Regions from separate parts of the Mus musculus genome. Here regions 1, 2, 3 and 4 are each linked to region 5. The links are chromatin contacts, called in public HiCAR-type, HiChIP or PLAC-seq and Micro-C maps. All regions are on one chromosome and are shown on one strand. Each heading gives the region's core, a stretch centred on a gene start, on an enhancer-like site or on the middle of the called end of the contact. The rest is flanking DNA. Distances are from core to core; before and after follow the strand shown.

The links. Hi-C and Micro-C count contacts between places; a contact is called where the count stands out from the background. HiCAR-type assays count read pairs that join an accessible place to other places. HiChIP or PLAC-seq counts read pairs in DNA pulled down with a chosen protein or histone mark.
Region 1: an H3K4me3 HiChIP or PLAC-seq map of forebrain shows a contact between it and region 5, with 4 times the contacts expected there. The contact joins the promoter of Nsg1 here to the promoter of Crmp1 in region 5. A contact is called at or near these places in 7 of 39 promoter capture datasets (cranial neural crest, embryonic stem cells, frontonasal cranial neural crest and 3 more), 2 of 484 Hi-C or Micro-C datasets (cortical neurons and embryonic stem cells), 10 of 115 datasets of contacts at active chromatin or transcription factors (astrocytes, craniofacial prominence, embryonic forebrain and 5 more) and 1 of 9 other capture datasets (embryonic stem cells).
Region 2: a Micro-C map of embryonic stem cells shows a contact between it and region 5, with 3 times the contacts expected there. The contact joins the promoter of Tada2b here to the promoter of Crmp1 in region 5. A contact is called at or near these places in 1 of 39 promoter capture datasets (hippocampal neurons) and 2 of 484 Hi-C or Micro-C datasets (both in embryonic stem cells).
Region 3: a contact with region 5 is called in a HiCAR-type map of embryonic stem cells, with 4 times the contacts expected there. The contact joins the promoter of Zbtb49 here to the promoter of Crmp1 in region 5. A contact is called at or near these places in 5 of 39 promoter capture datasets (the SN4741 cell line, embryonic stem cells, frontonasal cranial neural crest and 1 more) and 5 of 115 datasets of contacts at active chromatin or transcription factors (astrocytes, embryonic forebrain, embryonic stem cells and 1 more).
Region 4: a contact with region 5 is called in an H3K4me3 HiChIP or PLAC-seq map of forebrain, with 4 times the contacts expected there. The contact joins the enhancer-like site here to the promoter of Crmp1 in region 5. A contact is called at or near these places in 1 of 39 promoter capture datasets (cranial neural crest), 5 of 115 datasets of contacts at active chromatin or transcription factors (astrocytes, embryonic basal ganglia, embryonic stem cells and 2 more) and 1 of 9 other capture datasets (embryonic stem cells).

What each region holds. Positions count from the first base shown.
Region 1 is chr5:38,158,372-38,161,074 of GRCm38.p6, forward strand. It overlaps Nsg1 (neuron specific gene family member 1), which reads right to left and starts at 1,372. Exons shown (of 5, transcript NM_010942.4): 1 at 1,020-1,372; 2 at 506-660. The coding sequence starts at 634.
Region 2 is chr5:36,482,996-36,485,695 of GRCm38.p6, forward strand. Tada2b (transcriptional adaptor 2B) reads right to left here and starts at 1,290. Exons shown (of 2, transcript NM_001170454.1): 1 at 793-1,290. The coding sequence starts at 1,062. Ccdc96 (coiled-coil domain containing 96) reads left to right here and starts at 1,593. Exons shown (of 1, transcript NM_025725.3): 1 at 1,593-2,700. The coding sequence starts at 1,657.
Region 3 is chr5:38,219,137-38,221,836 of GRCm38.p6, forward strand. It overlaps Zbtb49 (zinc finger and BTB domain containing 49), which reads right to left and starts at 1,318. Exons shown (of 8, transcript NM_029162.3): 1 at 1,187-1,318. Lyar (Ly1 antibody reactive clone) reads left to right here and starts at 1,346. Exons shown (of 9, transcript NM_025281.3): 1 at 1,346-1,499.
Region 4 is chr5:38,089,223-38,091,922 of GRCm38.p6, forward strand. All of the region lies in intron 1 of Stx18 (syntaxin 18), which reads left to right. Among named protein-coding and RNA genes, the nearest start is that of Stx18, 51 kb to the left of the region's middle. Within about 2 kb of position 1,314, at least 13 of the 459 cell types and tissues checked have an H3K27ac peak or open chromatin away from gene starts, as enhancers often do. A contact at or near this core is called in forebrain, where this site is marked.
Region 5 is chr5:37,240,749-37,243,448 of GRCm38.p6, forward strand. It overlaps Crmp1 (collapsin response mediator protein 1), which reads left to right and starts at 1,310. Exons shown (of 14, transcript NM_001136058.2): 1 at 1,310-1,777. The coding sequence starts at 1,397.

The DNA of each region.
Region 1 (2,703 bases), core at 122-2,621, 920 kb after region 5:
GTGTTTAAGAGAGGAGTCTTTAAGTCAGGGGAAAAAAATACCATCAGGATAAAGATGGTCCTGGTTACACTAGCATTGCCAAGCTCGAGCTCAGATCTGGAGATGTCACAAAAGGAACAAAGAGGAATCAGCACACACCCAGTGAGGCAAGTGGAGCTGAAACCCCCGCACAAGGAAAGCATAAGGACCAGCTAGCTCCCTAAGATCACTCCTGACCCCCCATACCAACAAGCAACGCTCTCACAAGACTCCCCCAAATCAAGAGGGGGACTTCCACTGAGGAGTCTTGCCGAGACAAAGGTGTCATCTAAGGCGGGGGAGGGGGGTCTCCAGCATCACCAAACCCATAATCACGAGGGTACATTGTGCTCTCCCTGCCTTCCTCCTCCTGGCTGAGCCCGCCTCCACCTCTCCACGCGCACAAGGCGTTTCTTTTGTTTCAGTTGCAGCCGAAGATTTAGGGGTGCACACTCAGCAGCGCGGGAATGTCGCGGGGGGCTCATACCTTATCTGGGGGTGGGAACTGCAGCTGGTTGACATCGAGGGGCGTCATCAAAGGAATGGTGTCGAAGCCATCCTCCAGCAGTGGCTGCTTGGTGCCCTTCTCTGCGAAATTATTCCCCAACTTCACCATGGTTGCGAAAGACACGAGGCTGCGGCCTGCGGAGGGAGGGCCGCGCGGGGGTCAGGGCGAGCCGTGGCCCGACCGGGCGGGGCACAGCCAGAAGGACTCCGCACACCCACCCGCTGTCTCCGCGGTCGCTGTCCCCGCCTTATCTCCCCAGAGAGGTAGCAGGGACGCGGCGATCTAGCCAGATCAGAGTCTCAGGCTGTGTATTGACTAACATTTCTAGACTCCCATCCCGCAGGGCGCATCACGGCCGGGTAAGGGGACGCTACCCGTGCCCAGCCTTTCTGGACGCGTACCCTGTCGGGTGGCACTGGCCTCCTGCAGGTCTCCCGCGGCCCTCTGCTTGAGAGATGCTCCTCTGCCCTCCCCGTTCGCCACCCGCACTCACCCCACGCCTGGCTCCGGAAGATCTGGGCTCCAAGCGCGCTCCGAGGCTCAGTGTCGCCCGCTCCCGCGCACAGCAATGGCGGAGGCGGCGCCGCGGCCGGGGGATCGGCGATTGGGTTCTGTGCCTCCCGCCTCCGCGCGCCGCCTCCTTCCTGCCGTTCCCGGGGGCCGCGCGCGGGAGTGCGCGTGGGGCCGCGCGGATGCGCCTCCGCCTTGACGCAGCGCCGCCCGCGCGCGGATCGGTCGCACAAAGGAGCACGCGACTGCAGTGGGGGTCCCCCGGGGACCCCGCGCGCTCCCCGACCGGAGGAAGGAGAACCTGAGACTCCCAATGCCCGACTAAGGGAATACCCGAGCGGGCTGCGCAACCCTGGGGCGGCGGCCGAGCGCGGGGAGATTGGGGGGAAGGAAGGGAAGGAGGGAGGAGGAGATAATGGGAAGCCAGGGAGCCCCAAAGGTGGATGAAGGCAAGGTGCCGGCCCACTGTCAATCAGATCTGAAGGATGACAAAGATTTTCGGAGGACAGTGTAGGTGATACACCTCGGTGGCTCTTAGTGTGAGGCTAAGTGGGAGAGGGAAGGAAAATGAGGGCGGGTCCCTATAAAAAGAGGGAGATTGCAGGATGTGAGGTAGTGCTGTCCCACTAGGGATGCATGCCTAGAGTGTGGGAACAAGAGGCCAGGTGTTCAGAGCTCAAAGTTCTGCTCAAGAGGCAGACTAGCCAAAGCTGTCAGTGGTCAAGGCGGAAGGGGAGGTGGGAATCTCCCGACCGCAGCTGCAGTCCGCATGGATAGCATAGAGACCCAAAAGGAAGAATGAGGTTCTAGGCTGACCGGTGCCCCAGGCGGCCACCCTAATGAAGGCCACTGCACTTTACAGACCTCTAGTCGGCCTTGTTTGCAGGATGCAGGATAGGGAAGACTACTTGGATGTGAAAGCGAAGCTACAAAAGGAGTAGGGCTGAGGGCCGGCGCGGGAGGAGCAGCGCCTCATCATCTGCGGCCATCATTCTGTTCCCCAGAGAAACCTGGAGAATAACAGAAACCTTCAACAGCAGCCTATATAGGTCCAAATTCCAGACTCTCCAGGAGGGCCCCTTCTTTAAAGGGGTGGGGGGAGGTTTGCCCGGGTTTCTCTGCCCAGGCCTTGACAAGGTCCCGGATGCCATTGAGTCAAGTCAGGTCAGCCTGACTAGGGCCCAGAGTCTCATCTCGGGTGCCTTTCTGGGCTTCTCCAGGCTGAGGGAAGGGCTTGAAGACACCTGTCTGACATCAGGTTGTCCTCTTGGCAGCTGAGAAAGGAGTTTGAAACCACCCAGGCACTAGCCTGCAGGCATCACGGGGCCTACCAGTCAGACTGTCTAGTTTGTGTAAGAGAAAGGCTTTATCTCTATCTCAGTCTCCAGCCTTTTCACGGCACTAGCCTACTCTGCAGTCAGAATCCTCACAAGAGCAATAGGATCACACCCTCTCCCTCCAAGACAGCCCAGGATCAGGCTATCCCCTAGACAGCCAGGGTTATGCCGCGACTTGCTGGCCTGGGGATTGCACATTACTTCTGTGTGGTTTTCTTTGCTTGTATCTGAACCCCATGAAGGGCATCAGAAACACAAAGTGCGCAAGACACACTGCCACCTTTCAAGGACAAAGCCTCAGCTCCTACCCGGAGATGTGACAGAGAGTCA
Region 2 (2,700 bases), core at 40-2,539, 760 kb before region 5:
GGAGAGGGTCATGCCGAGCTCCCTGCTTCTCTGAAAGCTTGAAGATGTGACATATTCTTGGAGGCAATGGTGACAATGCAGCCAGATCTCATCCCTAACATAGGTGAGGAATAGAAAGGAGAGCTCCTTAGAGACAGCCAGAGAACAACCAGGAGCCCAGCACACTATCTGGCTGGCACACATGAAGGCTCTTACTACCAGTGAGCTACCTCTACAGAAACCTGACAGCTAGAAAGCAGACCCCAGGATCCATGCCTCTTCAGGAACACGCCTTTGTTCATTCTTTACTGTCCACCCATCACACCATGTCCTGGGTGCTGTGGAGACTAAGACTTAAACAAGATACTGCTACTCATTGAGAACCTTAGCACAGGGCACATGCTGACACCCACAGAAAGCACACGAAGCCCTGAATGCAGACTAAGTGCAGGCGGGACGGGCAGCCCCAGGCTTCTGGCCTTCCCCACCACTATGCCCAGGAGAACACAACCGTACTAGGGGAACTCAGCAAAGGACAGTGGGATCTAGCTTGCTGCCATCTGACTCAAGGATAAGCCTGGCAACGCACAGGGCCTACCCTCTACCCGCGTTCAATGCACACCTCTTGAGGACGAGTGTGAAGGGCAGACAGCTCCGTGTCGGGGCAATGGGTCAAGGCCCTGCTCTACCAGCTGTGTGACCGCTGGTGACCAACACGTTCCGGACACAACCATCCGACCACCTGCGGCCCTCCGCAACGTACACCGAGCCAGCCAGCCATGCCCTCCCTTCTAGCCGTAGCCCGCCGCTCACCCAGTTGCCGAAGCCGAACTGCTCGATGGCGTCCAGCAGCAGCTGCTCCTCGCGGCTGGTCCAGCCGCCCTCCGCCTCAGGACCCCAGAGTGTGAATCGTCCGCCGTCTACCAGCTGGTAGCCGTGGTAGCGGCGGTGGTGGCCGATCTCCGCGCCGGCCGAGAAGCACTCGGGGCACAGCTCGATGTCCTGGCACTCTGTGCAGCGGAAGCGCAGCGGGCTCACCTCGGCCAAGCAGTACACGCAGTACTTCTTACCCAGCTCCGCCATCTTCCCCCGCTCGCCCGCCGCCCGGCCCGCAGCCGCCGCGCCCCCGGCCGTCAGCGCCCCGCCGCCTGCCGGGCTCGCTGCGCCCGCCGCGCCCGTGCCGCTGCCGGCCGCTGCCACGGCCGCCCCCGCCCAGGCGCCGCCGGAGCCGGCCAGGCGGGCCGCGTCCCGCCTCAGCACGCAGGCGCCCTCCGGCCCGGCCCGGCCGCCGCCGCCGCAGCCGCTGTCTCCCCGCCGCATCGCGCAGGCGCCCCCCGCGCGCCCTCTCGCGGACAGCCGAGTCTTTGCTCTGCGCCTGCGCGCCGGCGCCTCCCGCGGCCTCATGGACTGGAGGAGCCGCGAGGCCCCGCCCTAAGCCTGTCAGCCGGCGGGGCGCGGACCGGAAGTAGGCCGTGCGGGCCACGCCTCTCGGGAACCAGCGTCCAATTAGCGCCTCCCTTCACCTGTTCGCAGATCTTCATTGGCCTAATATTGCCGGGAGGTGGAGAGAAATGGAAGGCGGGTGACCAATCGCGGGGCCCACCGCGCGCCCTGGTTGCCCCGGGAAACCTAACAGCAGGCATCAGCCGGCCTCAGAGCGGGGCCGGCGGGTCGAAAATGGACAGCCACTACGGGGACATCGAGGGCAAAGACCGAGCCGAGGAAGGCCTGGCCAGGCAGTCGCTCGAGATCAAGGTTAGCTCCGAACCTCTGACTCCGGCCAACCCTGTAGAGCAGGAGCCAGAGCCGAAGCCAGAGCCGGAGCCGACGCAAGGGCGGGAGCCTGAGAGCGAGACCCAGCCGGTGTCGGACAGCTCAAAAGCGAAGGATTCGGAGGGGATCGATTACGCGCATGTTGAGGTCCCGGAAAGTCCGGGGGCCGCTGAGACCGCGGGCGAGGCCGTGTCCCGAGAGCCAGAGAGTCTGCCACAGACCCAGCCCAAGACCAAGCCGGAGTCCAAGGAACCAGAGGACAAAGACGAAGACGAGGATGAGGACGAGGATGAGGACGAGGACGAGGACGAGGATGAGGATGAGGATGAGGATGAGGGAGAGGAACGGGACAGGCCAGAGAAGCCGAAGGGCAAGGGGAAGAGGGAGAAGAGGAAGGAGTCACGGTTCCGGCCATCTCTACCGCTGACCACAATTGTTGAGGAGGGGGCTGCCCCAGGCCCACAAGCTGCGAAAGAGAAAGCAAGGGAGTCACTGAAGAAGAGAGACAGTGAAGAGATCGAGGGGACAGATCGAGAACGACACAAAAGCACAGAAGAGCAACTTCACCCTGGAGAGGCCAAGGAAGAGGAGAAACAAAAAGGGGCGTCCACTGAAGAGTTTGAGTGGACAGCGGACATGCAGAAGCTGCAAGAGCAGCAACTGCGCGGCGAGCTGGTGGAACAGTACCACTCCCTGCTAGTGGAGCGGAACCGTTATCAGCGCTACAACATGTACCTACAGCAGAAGATTCACGAGACCCTACGCAAGAAGGGGCTGGAAGCAGCGGCGGAACCTGGGGACAAGAGCGCTGAACCCGAATCTCCCGAGAAAGAGCAAGCATACTTGCGCTATCTGGCCATGCTGGAGGAACTGAAGAAACAAGAGGCAGACGACTTAGAGTGGTACCGTCAGGAGGTACGGGAGCTGAAGCAGCAGTGCCAAGAGAAG
Region 3 (2,700 bases), core at 68-2,567, 980 kb after region 5:
CCAAAAGGCTCCCACGGCAGAGTTTGGTGGGGTAATTCTGTCAGGCAGTTAACACTGGTGGATGATTTGTGGGAGGTTTGCCCTGAAGCTGTTTATATCAAGCTTTACAGGGGTCCTTAGGCGTTGTTAACTACTGTGCCTATCTTTATGCCTTTTTCTGAATGTATGTGCAGATATATGTGCATGTTTTGTGTAGACAAGGGTGCATATGTGTGGAGGCCAGAAGCCAGCCTCAGGCATTGTTCCTCAGGAGTCGTCCACCTTGTTTTTTTTTGAGAAAGGGTCTCTTACTGAGGTGTGAGGCTCACTGATTTCAGGAATCCACCTATCGCCACCTCCCCAGTGCTGGTGTTACAAGGGCATACCACCTAATGGGCTCTTTATGCATTCCGTTGCGTTCTCCAGAACCTCAGAATTTGAATACCTGTAGCAATTACACCCTTAAGAAGGCAACTGTATTTTAAAAATTAAAAAGAGCCTCTTCGGATGGGTTCTGTGGCAGAAATGCCTGAGCTGCGATGGCACAGAGGGAAGACTGTGTGGGGATACAGCAAGAGTGACCACCAGTAAGCCAGGACAGTCCTCTAAAGCAAGCAAACCCGATGACACCACATTCATGGCCCGCCGTCCTCTAGAAGTGTGAGAAACTAAAGCTCTCTCATCTGAACCACCTCATCTGTTGTCCCTTGCTTTAGGAGCCACAGCAAACAGGAGACGTCTCTGTCACCAACAAACGCCCACGCCTGGGTTGAGGTTTCTCACAATACTGTTCATAGCCTGCTGGACGTTCATTCAGTCATTTAAGCAACAGTGCCCACTAACGTATACCAGATGCTGTCTTTCCCACAGAGGCGCGCCCAGCACCTGCCGTGGTCCCGAGGAGTAGGCGCTGCAGTAATAGCATCCTACAGATGGAACACCATGGCACCTAGGATCACGCGGTGAGTGAGGCAGGGGGCGGCTTAGGGGCCCGGGGAAATAAGCGCCTCTCCTATCTCGGGGCGACGCAGACACCAAGAGCGGCGCAGACCGCAGCAAGGGTGACTGCAGGAAGGAGGAGGCCCGGCTCCGGTGCCCGGAGCTTAGCTTTGTGCTCCGCCGAGCCCCATCACACAGCGCTGCGAGTAAGCCGCGCGCACCCTACCCGCGCCAACCCACGGGAGTCGAGTGTCCCGGGCCGCCTTACCCGCGGAGGCCGCTCTCGCCCGGCCGCCTCCCTGACACCCTTTCTCGTCGCACTCTCGGTGTCAACTGCAGGACTCCAACCGCCTCGGAACCATTCCGACAACGCCCCCTCGGCAGCTCATCGGCAACTTCCGCCGCCGTCACTTCCGTCTGGGAGGGGCGTGGCCTCTGCGCGCACGCGCGTTGGCGCGCGCCGCCGGGATTGAGTTCTGCGCGGGGTGGCTGGGCGAGCCGGTGGCGGTGCTACGCTGGGTGGCTGCCGCTCCACGTGCTCCCGGCGGCCGGTTGAGACCGTTGGCGGGGTCGGCTGACAGGTGAGAACTGCTTGGAGCCCCGGGACATGGAGGAAGGGCGATGGTGGCATGGCTGCCTTCCTTGAGGACTCGCTCGCGGGCAAAACCTAGCCTTTTGAGTTCCTGGAGATATTGCATCCCGGTTTTTAGTCCGGCACTCGGGGCCGGCCAGATGGTACGGTTAGTCCTCAGCGCACAGGGCTTATAGACCTGCTGGCTGATGGGGAGAGGGCTTTTCTCTGAGGCTCGAGAACTAGGTCCGGAGGAAGGACCTTATGGCTCCTGGAGCTCAGAGGACCAAAGACCTAAGTGCCCGCGAACCCCCAAATATCGATCTAGATACAAGCTACTTAACCTAGTGGTGCCCAGCTCCACGTCTGTCCAAAAGGGATACCAGAGAATCTAATTTAGGGTGTGTGTGAAGTTTACAGGGGTAAAAGGCTTGGCGTATAGTGGTTGCTCAGCATGTGTCAGGATTTTTCCTGCAGCAGCTACCTCCTAGGAGATAGAGGTAAGAGAGATGATAGGGGTCTATGTGCCCGAAAGCCTAGCTTCTGCCCAGCGAAGCCCAGGGATATGAAGCCTGCTCAAATTGTGTCAAGAGTTTAGTGTCTACCGTAGTGCCTAACACCTGCAAGTTATTCATATGAAGCTGTGGTGAGGAGACTTGAACTGCCTCTACCGAAGCAGGGGCATGGCTTGGATTCTTTGAGCTTCAGTGGAAACATGTGGCCCACTCATAGTCTTCCCCTGGGGTCCCAAGAGGGTGGAGATATGTGCTGTTTTTTTATCTTTTAGTGTACCTGTGATTTCTAGGAATTCTGGAAGGAGCTTGTGCCTAGTTATAGTGGGCCGACTCCCTATTTCAGAGATGGGGAGAAATTGAAGTTTAAAGGGAGCAGTTGCCTGCCTGGCCTTTAAGATGGCCTGGTTTTAGGGCAAATATTGTCTCTGTGTGTACATGAGTTAAACAAGTGATAGTCCAGTCTGTAAAGTGCTTGACACACAAGCATGAGGACATGAATTTCCATGCCCAGAACCCAGGTTAAAAAGCAAGATGTGGTGACAGAACCCTGTGGCTCTCTATCCAGCTCGCTTAATAAACTCCCAGTGAGAGAGAGAGAGAGAGAGAGAGAGAGAGAGAGAGACAAGGTAGGGGGCTGGAGGCATGGCTCAGGGATTAAGAGTATTTGCTGTTCTTCCAGGGGACCTGAGTTCAGTT
Region 4 (2,700 bases), core at 64-2,563, 850 kb after region 5:
AGCATGTTTGTTTTCTGGGGGCTATTTGTTTTGTTTGGGGGCTAGGAGCTTACTAATAGGAAGGAAGCCATACCTTTCAAGTTGTTAAGTCAGCTGCTAGTTCCCTGAGCTCTAGGTCACTGTGCCCTCCCACAGAACACACTACTCATCTTTGTTCAGTGTTCAGCCAGCCCTACTGTCTGCCATTCAAGACTATGGGAAGTTACATTACAAGGGTGAGACTAGAAAAAGTAATGTCTGGTGTACATGGTTCCTGTGTGTTTCGTAGAAGATGCATTGAATTCTGGGAGCCATTCTGTAGTAGAACAAGCTGGTTCTCAGTTGGAGTCCAGAACAGACCCAGACTGGCAGCACTTTACATACACAGCCGATGAGGATCAGATTCAGTCAGCTGGCCTCAGGACGATTTTCGAAGACACAGAGAGAGGAGAATCATGGTGCCACAGGTAGAGCCTCTGTGGACCCAGTAACTGAGTGGTCAGTGATGGGAAAGACAAGGGTATGATCAGGAGCCTGCTAAGAGCCAGGCACTGAGGTGCAGGAAGGGGCCAGCTTCTATAGCAGATACTTAGCAAGGTGAGTAGGCAGAACTCACAGGTATGGTTTAACTGGTGGGCATAATGGAGGCCTGTGATTTTCTGGCTTGGGACTTGAGAGAGAGGAAGTGAGAGAGAATATCAAGTCTTTAGGGTGATGGGACAACTGTGAGTGAGCTAGAGTAGAGTAGAGTGGTTGCTCTAGTGTCCTTCCAGGACATACTTCCTTTGATGCACCAGTGAAGTGTCCAGAAGACAACTGGAACGTAGAGAGAGTGGGCCTGGGTGGATATTTTATAGGCTTGTGAATAAAGTTGTGATTGGAATGAGTCTACCCAAAATGGAAAGTGTCCAGCCAAGGGCTGAACTCTGGAAGCAGGTTATACAGCTTAGTGCAAGCAGAGGGCAGTCCTCAATGGTAGCCATGCTGCGAAAGCTCAGGAGACGGCCTGGGGGAAGGAGAGGTGCTGTGAGGATTGTAAAGGAACCACCCAGAAGCCTCTAGTGCAGTGGTTCTCAACCTTCTTAATTTTTGTGACTTCAGTGGGGTCCATGCACTCCAGATGCGTGCTAGTCTGTGATTTCTCAGGCATTTGTGGTCATTTCCTTTTCTGTTAAGACTGAAGTTAGTAGTTCCCAGGTTAAGCCTGGGAACCAATCCTTGTGAAAACTCACTCTGGTTTATCAGAAGCTGGCAAGCTCTCATACCACAGCACCAGCCCTTCTGGTCATGCTGTACCCTAACTGACAGGGCAAGCTGTGTTCACTGACTGAATGAAAAATAAATAATGCTTTTGTGTTAAGAGAACTTTTTACAGTATGCCAGGGGATCCTACTGGAGTCTCTTTAATCTTGAACAATGCTTGCTTCTTTCAGAGGCAAATTATGCAGATCGGTACTTAGTGTTCTGAACTTTATCAAGTCTTTGTTGGTAGTATTGTGTGTGCCTGCAGAACACAGTTCCTACCATCTTGAGCAGGGGAGAAGGCTACAAGTCAGACCACTGCTGTGATCAGAAAAAGACACTGTCTACTGCTTTGAACTGCCCAGCATCAATAGAGCAGCCATTCTGACGAGTCTCACAATTTGGCACAGGGCTTTACTTTTAGTTTATCTTGCTTTGGATAATTTGCAAAGTACACACAGAGGAGCAGATAGCCAAGCTGTTGAGTAGATGACACATAAACAAAGCTGGAGCTGCCGCCACACTGTCAGATGGCAGCCACGTTCCTCTAAACACCTTTTGTGCCCAATACCATATTGTAAAAACTTTCCAAATTCATCCAGAGTACACATGTAGGTGTAAAACAATGTCCTTTAAATTTCAGCCAGTGCATAAAAATTAACTTGAAGGAATCCTTTGATTCCAACTAAAAGAAAGAACCAGAAAAGTTTAAAAGCCCGTGGGGGGAAATGGCAGTCTTGGATGAACTGGTATTGCTTCTGCTTTAAGGTTCATGCTGCCATCTAGTGGACAGGGGAAAGGTGTGCAGCTAACTCACTGAGAATTTTCATACTCACTATACTTCTTGAATAGGAAAAAACAACAACACCAAAAAACAAACAAACAAACAAAAAACCAAAAACAAGTCAGTGTGAAGGACTAAATTGAAGAGGTAGGAGTGGTGGCCACACCTTTAATCCTTCATTTTTGGAGGAAAGACAAGCATGTTCCTGTGGGTGAGGCCATCCTGGTCCACAGTGCATGTCATAGGCCAATCAGAAGAATCGCTTTACCAAATCTTGCATGAGGTGTGATAGACCATGCCTGTGCAGCTCATACTTTTCCCCATCAGACTTAATAGTGAGATTTGACAACGCAGCTTGCACAGGAAAGAGGCAGACCATGAGGAAGCAGCTGTGGTAACGAGAAACCGTGCCCAGTACGGACTCAGGGCTGAGCTTGAGCTTGAGATCTGTATACTCAGTATGTGACCAGAGATGTGTTAGTTTTCTTCTACAAAGGTCGTGTTCCCAACTGGCTATGGGAACAGTGGTGATCAGTGCAAATGGCAGGGCCCTTGGAACAAGAAAGAAAATGTGTTTGAGAGTGGTTGGACAAACCACTCAGGGTTGGACAAACTCCATCAGTGCTTGTTAAACAAGTGAGCAGTCTAACCATACTTGAGTTGATCTTTGTGCTTTTCAAGTGCCCTAGAGCACC
Region 5 (2,700 bases), core at 60-2,559:
GAATCGGCTTCCTACTGTTCCCCAGCAATCCTGATTGCCAGTTTGGACTTGTCTGCCTAGGGGGCTGGCAGCTTGTGAGCCTTCCATCCAGAGAGCACAGCTGAGATTCCTGGGTCCCCAGGGAATCTCATAACCCCTATGCTAGAAAGTCATAAATAAATGAGGGGATCCCAAGTCTCCATACTTCTTCCTGGTTAAAGAAGCCCCTCAAGTCTAGACATTAAGCTCCAGGCATAGTTGGAGTGGGCTGTATTCAGGATGTGGGAGCTGCCCATAGATGGAGGCTATCGTCTGGGTCATTGCCTACTGCCTGTGTGTCTATCCCTGCATATTTGTTTCCTAAGTGTTCTGTTCAAGAGTTCTTCCTTCCCTCGTGTCTGGTAGGGATGTGCACGAATTCCCTATCAGCAGTCTACAGGCCTGTGTGTGAAGGAGCCTTTGTGAGGTTGCTTTTGGTAGTGGTGTGGAAATTCTTTACCCTGAGATGTTGTTGGGCTGTGTATCCAGCACGAGTGTGAGTCATTGGTTCAGTGACAAGTGTCTGGGAGTGTAATGCTAACATGACCTCCTTGCTATGGGATAGGAACCTCTGTTCCTGAGTGCTGCAGGCTGCATTCTCTATCATACCTTTTAGAAGCTGGCCCTTGACACCAGGGATTTCATTCTACTCTTAGTCCTGTGCCCAGCACCTACACTAGTGCCAGATCCTATCAGGCAATCAGTGTAGTAGTGTCGAGTGAGCCAATGGGGAGTTGGATGTGTATGCCTCTGACTGTGCATCTAAGATCATTTAATTTTTGTATGATTTTTGGTGGTGCGTGGGGTTGCCTGACAGGGAATCTCTGGTGTGCGCGCGCGAGCGTGTGTGAGCGTGTGCGTGTGTATCTATGGTGTGCTAGCTGTCTGGAGGGAGCGCGGAGGTACCTGATTTGGGTGTATGTACCATGTACAGACATGCTGATGTCTGTGCAACTCTTGTTTGTGAGGTGAAGCTTAACCGTGTGTACGTGCGTGTGTGTATGTGTGTTGTGCACCCGCGCACCGCCCCCACCCCGTCTCTGCCCGCGCCCTGCGCTCCTTCTAGAGGCGGAGAGCCGGGTGCGTGGAGGGCACTGCGGCTCGGCCGCCCGCCCTCCGCGCTGCGGCTACTGCACGTCACCATCCTCCCCGCCCCGGCCGCTGTCCCCGCCTCCACGGTCCTTTGTAGCTGGCAGTGGCGCTGGTCTTGGTCACCGTAGGCTCCGCCCCGCCCCGGCCACGCCCCTCGCGGGCCACGCCCCGGCCCTTCCTCCCTCCCTCTTTGCCCGACCGCAGTCGCGCTTGGGCCGCCGCGGGCCCGCACCGAGGCGCTCAGCGCGGAGCCAGCGGTGGCGAGAGCTGACCGCCGGAGACGGGGATGGCGGAGCGGCGGCGCGCGTGGAACACGGAGGACGACCTGCCGGTGTACCTGGCGCGGCCAGGCAGCGCGGCGCAGACCCCGCGCCAGAAGTACGGCGGCATGTTCGCCGCCGTGGAGGGCGCCTACGAGAACAAGACCATCGACTTCGACGCCTACAGCGTGGGCCGCCGCGGCTCCGCGCGCACACCACGCAGCGCTGGCCGGCCCGACGCCGTGGGCCTGCCGTGCCCCGGCGGCAGCGAAGACACGGCCAGTGATGTGAGCGAGCCCTCGGGCTCTGCTGTCAGTTCGCCAGGCGATCGCGATGACAGACCGCCAGCGTTGCGCATCCGATGTCCTGCGCCCCGCGACCTGCCACTCGGCCGGGACAATGGCCAGGTACCCTCGGGGCACGTGGGCCGGACGTGGGGGGCGGGGCCCTTGGAGACCCAGGGCTTGGGTGGCGCGAGGGCGAGTGTGGGGGCCCCGCTGCCACCAGGTTCTGGGGGACTGCTACGGCCCCTCCCCCACATCATCCTACAAGAGGTTCAGAGAGGTTGTAGGATAGGCCAGGGTTGGCCAGCATAGCCTCAGAAAGCCAAGCCAGGTTCTGAGAGGGGAAGTAAGTTGCTGCAGCTGCCGCTAAGGGACCTGTAAGGTGAATTTAAGCCTCGTTCACCTTCTGGGGTTCTGTGAAAAGGTGAGCATTCTCTGTCTTCTTCCATCTATCTATCCGCTCACCCAGTGATCGTGGACGCTTAGGCTGCACTTGGCTCTGGGAGAGGTTCACGGAATGACTCTGTTCATACAGCTGCTCCCGCCCCTCCCTGGGGGGACGATGTGGTTAAGGGTTCAGATGCTGGGCAGTAAGAAATCATCCAGGACACTCCTGGATGTGTAAATTGGAGGCGAACCCGGGATTTGAACCCAGGCGTATGGACTCCCCGACTTCCGAAAGTGAGGAGGGACCTCAGGAAAAGACATGACCAGGGCTTGGGCTTTAGAGATTTTCTTCCCTAAGTTGGAATTTACCAGGGAATACGGATGGTCAGACAGAAGAGTCCTGGACAGGGTGGGTGAGGTCAGAGCCACGTGTCTGGGAAACAGAAGTTGGAGCAGCTCTGGGAAGCTGTCCCTTGAGCTCTGGGCTGGGCTGGCTCGGCAGCCTGGCCCCACCCTCCAGAAGTTCCCTGGCTGGGGAGAGAGAGCTGTGGACTCATTTCAAGAATTAAGTTCAATCAGGTCGAGAGTGATCAATAAATGCTTGCTATGGAGTTTTATCATCATTCTCGGTTTAATTAATTAATTCGCCCTTTCCGTTA